2 separate regions of the Gossypium hirsutum genome follow, and region 1 is linked to region 2. A link is a contact called in public Hi-C data. All regions are on one chromosome and are shown on one strand. Each heading gives the region's core, a stretch centred on a gene start, on an enhancer-like site or on the middle of the called end of the contact. The rest is flanking DNA. Distances are from core to core; before and after follow the strand shown.

What was found. A called contact is a pair of places that touch in the nucleus more often than the background predicts.
Region 1: a Hi-C map of leaf shows a contact between it and region 2, with 2.5 times the contacts expected there. The contact joins two enhancer-like sites. A contact is called at or near these places in 6 of 34 Hi-C or Micro-C datasets (anther, hypocotyl, leaf and 2 more).

Annotation. Positions count from the first base shown.
Region 1 is chrD06:10,852,527-10,857,785 of Gossypium_hirsutum_v2.1, forward strand. No RefSeq gene overlaps it. Among protein-coding and RNA genes, the nearest start is that of LOC107901235, 32 kb to the right of the region's middle. Within about 2 kb of position 3,250, at least 9 of the 9 cell types and tissues checked have an H3K27ac peak or open chromatin away from gene starts, as enhancers often do. A contact at or near this core is called in leaf, where this site is marked.
Region 2 is chrD06:10,758,343-10,762,864 of Gossypium_hirsutum_v2.1, forward strand. No RefSeq gene overlaps it. Among protein-coding and RNA genes, the nearest start is that of LOC107901233, 31 kb to the right of the region's middle. Within about 2 kb of position 2,114, at least 1 of the 9 cell types and tissues checked has an H3K27ac peak or open chromatin away from gene starts, as enhancers often do. A contact at or near this core is called in leaf, where this site is marked.

The DNA of each region.
Region 1 (5,259 bases), core at 2,000-4,499, 95 kb after region 2:
CACAATCTTAGTAAGAAATCAATAGAATAACATAATGAAAACAACTGAAATTAGCTAAAACAGAGAGAAAAGAGAGAAGATGATGACTAAAATTATGAGTCTTTTGTGAATAATTATTTCGCAAACATTACAAACAGTAATGGATTTATACATGAAGATAGTAGAGAGAAATCATGATACGTGTCAACAAATCATTGACAAAGGTTGTTAAGAAATGAGCTGATGACAGCTCATTGAGTCGGTTGAACTAAAATCGCACATGTTATTCTTTTGATAATGTAGCAATTTTATGAAGCATGGCATTGAGAAATTCTGTTGCACTATAATATTTGACATCTTATGGTGAAAAATAATGTTACCTTCGTTTAAAAAAATTGCCCCTTAATATTATTATAAAGAATTTTAAATGAAATCGAAGCACTTGATTGATTTTTACAATATGGTAGAAGGTAATTTAGGTTTGTTTTCAGCTTACTAATTTCGAATTCTGGAAACAAATATATATAGAATTTATACAAGATATGAATAAACTCTTGTAATTTAATTATCTGAACTTACGAAAATCGTCAAAATATATAGGTTGGAATATGCGGAAGACTTTTATGAAATTTTATATCTTAATTTTAAAATATTAAATTCTTATTTTGTCTAATTTAAAAATGGTAGACCAAGCACTGAGTTAATTTTTCCATTAATGTTGTCGACATGGAATTATGATGTGTATTTATATTTTCACTTGTCATTCCTTAACCGGAGGTTAAACTAAAAGGATATAATGTTTATTTACCAAAATTAATATTAATTAAAAGTATTAGAATATTATTTGGGTTTTTATTCATTTCCAATCAAAATTGAAATTGAGACCTACTAAACTCATCTCCTTGAAAGTCAATTATCCTAAATCTTTAAACTCAAATTGATTTTTGTTATACGTCAATAACCTGAGACTCAATTCCGAGAAAAGATCCGAGCCTCCAACCCATTACCTAACCATGAGAGGACAACAAGGCGAACCAAATCGTAAGGCAAGGCTATAGACCCAACTCGCAGGAACTTGGCGCGAGCTCATAGGGCAGGATTGCAGGTACAACTCACAGAACCAGTTCACGAGATAAAGTTATAGACCCAGTTCGTGGGGACCTAGGTAAGGTCGCAGTCTCACTTCGCATGTACGCAAGGAACTAGCAAGAGGTGCCACGTGCTCCACAGGCTACCCAGGCACGTGTCCAATAGGTACAGAGCTCACCCAAAATGCCACCAAGATTAGAAAGGACCACGTGCTCCATAGACACTTGCCCAGCAAACCTAGAGTTCACAGAGAATGTCAGTACTAGGGATAAAGAATGTCAGTACTGGAAGCAACAAAGTTAGTACAAAATAGTGCGGCCCCATCATGAGCTGTAATAGTATCAGTGACAACATGTATAAATACCTGGATACTCATATCAATAAGGGACAAGCAAAATATTACTCAACAATTTCTAGCATCATTGAAGAAAATTGAATAGTGTACTTGGCAAACCCATCCCAAACCTAGTAGATGAAAGGAGTCATAACTAATCTGAAAAGAAAATTATTAAAGAACCATAATTAATTTTACCAACATTCTTCTATTTCTTTAGCTTCTTCATGACCATTTCAAATTTCTACTTTACTTTTGATTTCTTCAGTTATTAATATCTTCGAGTTTTAGTAGAAATTACACGGATTGAGGTTGTAGAGAACAAATTTTTAAAGAATTTTTAAAAGGGAGCTTTTTCCCCCTTAAAAAGTCCATTTATTTTAAAAGGTTTAAATAAATAGTAAATATGTTCCACCAGGGAATTTTTTTGTTTGAAAATATTTATAAATTCTAACTCAACTGAAAAATAAATAGAATTAGTGGCTGGATAAATATTTTCAAATCCAGAAAAATACAACGATTCAATATTTAAAAGTTAAAGATTATGGATTAAATTTTAAATTTTGAAAAAGTATAGAGGCTTTGAACATATTTAAACCAAATATATAAAATATACTATTTTTTTCCTAAAATTTTTATGTATTTAAAATATCATTAGTTAGGAAGGAAGTTTTTGAATGGAATCTATTGAACGAGAGAATAGAGAAGGCAGAGGTGGTGATAGGCAATTGACAAATTCTAGAAATTCTAGCAATCCAGTAAGGGTGGCGAATGTTGTCATGGAAGTGGTGTTGTCCCCAGGGAGGCCTCGATCTTAGAAGGATTGCCTTATTGGGACAGGTCTTCGAGCCGATAGGGAAGTAACAATAACAGAAAGATTGAGGATGTTGAATATTTTGATCTACTTGAAAAGGATATTGTGAGGTCTTCGATTAATGGCATTCCGGCAATATATTTCTCTGAACGGATAAACCAAATACTTATTAAAGATATGGAGCATACGGTGGTAATCAAGCTTCTAGGACGGAATATTGGCTATGCGGCATTGCAAAAGAAAATTTGTACGTTATGGCTGCCATCCGAAACATTTCGATTAATGTACATTGAGAATGGCAAATTTTTGGCTAAATTTCAAAACCCTAAGCATTTTGAGAAGGTTTTATGCTTGGGGCCATGGATTGTTTATGGCCAATATCTTACAATGCAACCATAAGGTATGGATTTCAACCCCTCGCAACCCTACCGGAATGTGGTTATGGCATGGATTCGTCTCCCCGGCCTGTTGGGACATATGTACAAAAAGAAGATCCTATGGCAAATAGGGGGAATGATAGGTAGGGTTGCAAAACTAGATTTTAACACAGACAATGGTGTTTGAGGGAAGTTCGTACGTATGGCGGTTTATGTCAACCTTGGAAGGGCGTTAGTTTCTCAGGTCTTAATCAATGAGGTATTGCAATGAATTGAATATGAATACCTTCCCATGGTGTGCTTTTCTTGTGGGCACTACAGGCATACACAAGATATTTTCCCCAAATCAAAGAACGAACAGATCAAGGTAGGAGGGGAGGTCGCGATGGAGGATGGGAGTACAAGGAAGGAGCCTGTACTAGATAATGGTAGACCCTTGGCAAGCGTTTATGGCCCATGGATTCTCGTTGAAAAAGGAATCACCATTGGACAAAAGGAGGAAGGGTCAGCGGCGGCAAGACCAGGGAGAAGGCGCAGGGCAACACAAGATTTCAGCCTTTCGAAACCTGAAATAGTGAAACAGGATATGAGGAGATTAGGCCAGATCCGGAGGTTCTCTTGGGCCAAAAGGGAGTGGAGTCTTTGGGTGAAGGGGTTAGCATAGCAGTAGGCCTAGCTTGTTTAGGCCAAAGCCAGCAACAGCCTGGTGGGGGGGCTAAGAATAAACTAGGTTTGGGTCAACAGTAACAGGCCAAAAATAAAAGGCCCATCGCACAATGTGGAGAACAAATTGGGTCCCGAATAGCAAACAATAGCCAAGTAAGTTTTGGTTCGTCGCAATCAGTCTTTAGGGTTTACGGAAAGGGGAACTCTAACCTAGTTAGCGGCGACAATTCAGGGGGGACTCGGGATTCGACTGCTCTGATGACTTTGCACGTAGGAGAAACTCCAGTGACGAACGTCTTAACAGATACAAGGGCCTTCATGGTGCAATAGGAGGAAGCCTTGAAGGAAAGGCGCAGCACGACTCATCCCGCGATTCTCGCCCCCAAATTTAGTCAACAGCCCAATGCCGGAGGTTTGGTGGAGGTCACGGTGATCCCAACGGACGAGGTTTTAGATTCGACCAAACATTCATCCATTCATTTCAAAGAGAACGTTAACCCCGAAGGTGAGAGGGATGTGTGCCCAAGCCCAAAGAAGTGGGGCGTCGAGTGGTTGCTTCTAACTTGCGCATCAACAGGGGGAAAGGAAATGGAAGCATTAAAGGGCAGGAGCTCAAAAAATAATTAGGGAAAAAAGAAGGCCTTTCAAAGTCTCTTCCTCTAAAGTCCCATTGACCGAATTTGTTAACAATATGGTTGAACTACTACAGGATTAGTTCAAGCAAGGGATTTTAAGAAAAGTAAGTGGGGAAAAAGGTGTGAGTACAAGAAGCTAGGACATAGCCCGAGTTTAACACCCCTTACCCGTCTCGGTCACTGGATCCAAGTAAAGAGATGCTATATTAACATTCAACAATTAAGAATCACATTATTAAACAATACATATTTAAAAGTAATTGATATTCTGCATAAACAAACATATTAAATTTTAAATAAAAAATTTTCTAAAATTACTTAATGATAAAATTCAAGCTCGGAATAGGACTTACTTCAAAGAAATTTAAAGTTTAAAGTTAAAAACGAAAATCAGTAGTTGGTATCGATTATCGATACCAAAATCGAATACTATTTTCTTTGCAAAATAATGGTATCGATATTTATTTTATGGTATCGATATATTATGAAAAAAGTGTCGATACTCTAATAAAAATCGATACCATTTTAGCAGTTTGTTTGTTCAAAAACTGTTCATATGGTCAAGTATCGATACCAAATGCCAAAAGTATCGATACTTATTTCTAGAATAGTAAAACCTCATATTTAAAAGTTCAACTCATGCCAAAATTCACCTATCTTACAATAGATAAATAAAATAACCTATTCAAACATCTAAAAGACTAACCAATGTGTCTTCATTGACACCACAATTCAATATCCAAGCTAAAATAACATTTTAAACTAGAATAATTGCATTTAAAGTACTCAAACTTCTTTATTATCGATTCGTACCAAAATACCACCCCTTTCAATCTATAAGTCAAATTGCCATATTCACACACTTGCATTAAACTTATACCAAATATACCAAACATAAATATATACCAAACCAACAACATATTCACATGTACCAAAATATATCTAAAGACGAGCATCATTCAAGTTTAATAACTTCACAAAATAACCTCATAAATTCATTTAACCTATTACATGCCATATAACCTAATATGAGCATTCAAAAACTACCGATAAATTTTCAGATAGTGTGAATATTAAAGTCGATCCAATCGCCCGAAGCCTCGAAAATAAATCTACAAGAAAGCAATAAAAAGAGCACAAGTAAGCTTACTTAAGCTTACTAAGTTCCACGGATTAAACAATTAACTTACCGAATAAACTTAATCAATACATAATACAGAAATGTCATAAATCATAGTCCTGCCATTCATAATCAAATCACAGGTGAGTCATAAACTTGTATACGAGTGAATTAATTCAATCAAATATATTATATCATTAACTATACCTGATGAATGTTGTAATGGATTCAGATACACGATTAAC
Region 2 (4,522 bases), core at 864-3,363:
AGCTTGTTGGATATTGAAATTATTGACAATGACAATTATTTAATGTAGAATGGGTAAGGGCAACAAAGAAGGGACCTCCAAGCAATTCAGGTGGACAAAACCGATGGAACATGTTTTCCTTGAAATTCTAGCAGAGGAGGCTCGAAAAGGAAATAAGCCTTCTAATACTTTCAAAGTAGTTTCTATTAATCGAGTTGTCGACGCCATTTCTGAAAGATTCCAAGTCCAATTCGATATGAAGCATGTGGAAAATCATTTGAGGACGGTAAAAAACCAGTGGCAGATTATATGCAAAATTCGAGGTGAAAGTGGTTTTGGATGGGATGATAACCTGAAAATGATCACATGTGATAGAGCGACATATGATGCAGCAGTGATGGTAATATATGTATATATATGTTAAGTATATTTCAATTGTTTTTTACTTGTTATTCTAATTGTGTATAATATCCAACAAGCACACAAGAAGTATGAACCATTTTTGAATAAAAGCATTGATCATTATGATGAAATGGCTTTGGTTGTTGGCAAAGATATGGCAACAGGGAGTTTTGCCAGAACATTTGCCGACATAGATTTAGGTGATGGTAATGAAGATTCAATGCCTGTAGACTATGACAATGAAGACACTGAAAAGGTAAGAACAAATGTATCTTCATCTGGCACATCCAAACGTAAAAGAAAAAGTCGTCAAGAAAGTCTCGTTGATGAACAAATTAAATTTGTGGGTGAACAACTTGGCAAAATTGCTAATGCTTTGGAACAATTTACTGCCGATAAGACATCACAGCTTTACGAACAAGTGATGTCGATGGAGGAAGAAGGATTTGATGATGGCTTCTTGTGTTCTGTGTTTGATTATCTAGTGAGTCATGAATCCGAGGCCAAAGCTTTTTTAGTTAAAAGTAAGAAGCATAGAAAATTTTGGCTTCAAAAATTTTCTCAGGGTTGAAGATATTGATACTTTTATGTGGTGTAATATTATGCACTTGGATAATGTTGTTACTATGTGGTGTACTACTAATTATGTATTTGGATAATATTATTTATAGTACTCATTGTGGTTCCGAAGCAATTTATAATTATTCAATACTTGTTTTTTTAACACAATTACAAATAATTTATTTGATATTAGTTTTTTTCAATTTATAACGATTAATATTGTAGCTTAATAATTGAGTATTATTATAAATAAATCATTGCAATATATGTAAAAACAATTTAAAATATAAAAATTTATTAATATATATTAATATATGTAAAAAAAACTTTTCCGGAAAATATTTTCAAGGAATCTGTCAAACAGCAGAAAACATTTTACACAGATTCAATCAAACACCAGAAAATATTTTCCAGTAAATCATTTTACAAAAAAGCAAAATATTTTCCAGAAATCATTTTCCGGAAAACATTTTACTGCCAATCAAACAGACCCCAAATTATTGTTGTTATATTTGAATTCATTCTTTCTTTCTGTCTGCAATATTTTTGTCTTTTGTCCTTTTAGAATATTTGTGTCCTAGTTATTGCTTTTGCATTTTATTATGTAACTTAATTGGATCAACTTTTTAAGAATTGAAATATGATTATTTTTTCTCCTTTTTCCAAACAAAAAGCATATGCTTTAAAGGAAGATGTCAAATAATGCAATTTAGTTAAGATATTTTCTTAAGGATATATTTATTGATATCGTTTGTAGTAAGTTGGGTTACTCACTTATAAATAGATTGAATAAGTTAACAATAGAATAGAAAAAAAGTCAAAAGAGTATCGGAGTTTGATCACTGGAGCACCCTTTGATGCTTGAAATTGGAAAGCATGAAATAAGGTAGAGGGGTTCACATATTCAACTCTATGAATCTCACGTTCTTTTATAGACCTTTTCTCTCTGCCCTATGTTGATCGAGCTGGCGCCCAAATCTAACATCTTGTTAATTGGCTCTCCCGCATTTTCAGGTTTATTAGATTCTTTGTACATTTTGTGCTTCTTTGACCATTATGAATGGAGAGACTCTAGAAACTCCCGAATATGATGGAGGAGAATGCTTAAGATAGCATTGGTATTCTTGTGCAGGAGAGATCATAGGTCATCGTTGTGAGAGGCAGTCCCTCAAGGCCTCAGTGGCCAGCCCATTGCGCATATGGGCTATTTATCCTTAGTGGACCGACTTTATTGTTATTTAACTATGATGATGGCGAATAACATATAAAAATTCATTTAAAAAATAAATATTCAACAAAACCTCAAAATAGTTTCCTTTACTCACCGATAATTGCAAGTTTGCAGCATTATTGTCAACTATTAATTACAACGAAAATAAATCTTTTAGAAAGTATTTTGAAGACCAAACCCCTAAGAATGTGTTCAGGTGGCTTTAGTTAATTGACTCGATTCACTAGCTAATTATCTTATAATTTAAGTAAATGAAACAATAAAAGACTATTCTATTTATTTGATAATTCTCATATTTAAACTTATTTTAGTATAGTTTTTATTGTATTTTAAAAGTTAATTTTAACATTTAGGTTAGTCTTTATTACATATTATAGTTTTTCAGATTAATTCTATTTCATTATAATTTTGTTCAATTTTTATTATTTTTAGAGTTAATTCAAGTTTACTTGCTATTTTTTTCTCCATTGTAAGTGTCGAATTAAGAATGAAATATTTAGAGCATAGAGTAAAAAGTGGTTAAGAAATGTCTTTCACTCCATTGGGTTTAATTCATGTGATGGAGCATGTTCTGCAATTCCAAAATTTTGACAGCAAGCAGTTTGGTCCATCGCAAATTCTATGTTCGGTGGAGTAGGACGATAAAAACCATAAAAATAGAGGTGACAAATTATAAGAAAGAAAAAGGAGGAAAAGAGTAAGGAGACCACTTGGAGGCAAAAGAAAAACTCTCACACCAAGAGAAACTTCAAGCTTGCAAAGACAAGAAGAAAATGAGATTATTTCTTTAACTATTTTCTCTCTAGATTATTCCTTTTTACTTTTTATCAATGCAAGTTTGTTTTGACTATCTTTTTGTGTTGTTTTCTCAACTTATTATGAACTAAACTCTATTTTCTTGGAACGATGATGGATCCTATTTTTTAGTTAATTAATTTATTTTTCTTCAATTGTTTTGATCATTGTTAATTATTTATTTAGTCTTGTACTTATTTAACTTAATTGTCTGATCACCAAGTTGTATTAATTAGATAACCTTGATTTGTATTAGATGAGAAAGTTAGGGTTGCAATCTAGACTGAATAGATTGGGATTAACTTTAATAGTACTGACAAACAAGTTAATTTGAGACTAGGATATAAATATATCTAATGCTCTGGTCAACCCAATAAGTTTGTTCTTAATGACTTTACTCAAGTTGCCTAGCATAGAAGTATAGTTAATGGGGAAAGGGGATTGACATAGCTAGATACTAGAAGAGTCTAGTTAATGTCATTGAATCCTAGCTTAGTAATTACATATATTGAACAATTGAAAGAGAGATAATTGATTCTTAGAGTCTATTCAATAAACAAGTAGAGATGATACTTTGGTTTCCATCTTTTTTGTTGGTTATACACTCTTAACATTTTTAATTTTCTTCATATAATAATTTTGGTTTTTGTCAAAAGAAAGGTACTAAACGAAGGGTTTTCAGGTTTTGAAATGGAAGACATTTCTAGCTTTAGGAAAAAAAGATGAACAAATGGAATGACCTCCAAGTTTGCAAGTTTTAATAATGACACTGGGGCCTTTCATCATTTTGAACCCAAATGTTACATCTTTACTCGTCAGAAAGAGCTTCATTATTCTTTTCGACATCACCAAAATTGAAAAAAAAAATACCTTTTCACCAGCACTTACATGCCTTCAACAGACCTCACTGGCGGGTATCAGGTCCTCTAATACCTTGACCTTATCTAGCCCAAACACGCCAAGCTCAAACAACTTTTTTTTTCTCTTGAAATCTAGTAGAGATAAAGTGATTCTTGATATAAACATTGAAAGGTTTACTTAAAGATTTTTGTGGCTAAAGAAGCTGCTGGCCATGTTCCAAGAGACGCTGAAGTGAAGCAACGAATTTGGACAGTGAAGAGCTAGCTTGGGTTGCGAGGAAGCCATCATTTTATTTCAATTCAAATTGGACAGTAGATTTGGGCCTGTTGGAAGTTTAAGTTTTGAACTCCAAGCTTAGATCTAGATGTGTTAGGATATTATTATGAGATATTATCTTTTAGGAATATCTAAATATATTGTATATTATTGTATATCTTTTAGGCATATATTTAGGAATATATTATATATCTTTCCTCTTTCTACTTTTCTATTTCTACATAACTACTGCTGTATAAATATTATGTATACTCTTGAGGCCTATCAATAATATTGAAAGGGATTACCTTATTCTTATGATGGTATCTGAGCTTGGTGTTTAACACACACAAAAAATCATTATTCTCAATGGTTGGCGGTGATTCTACATTTCAATCGCCACCAACACCAACGCAGAACACAGCAGGGGTAGCACAA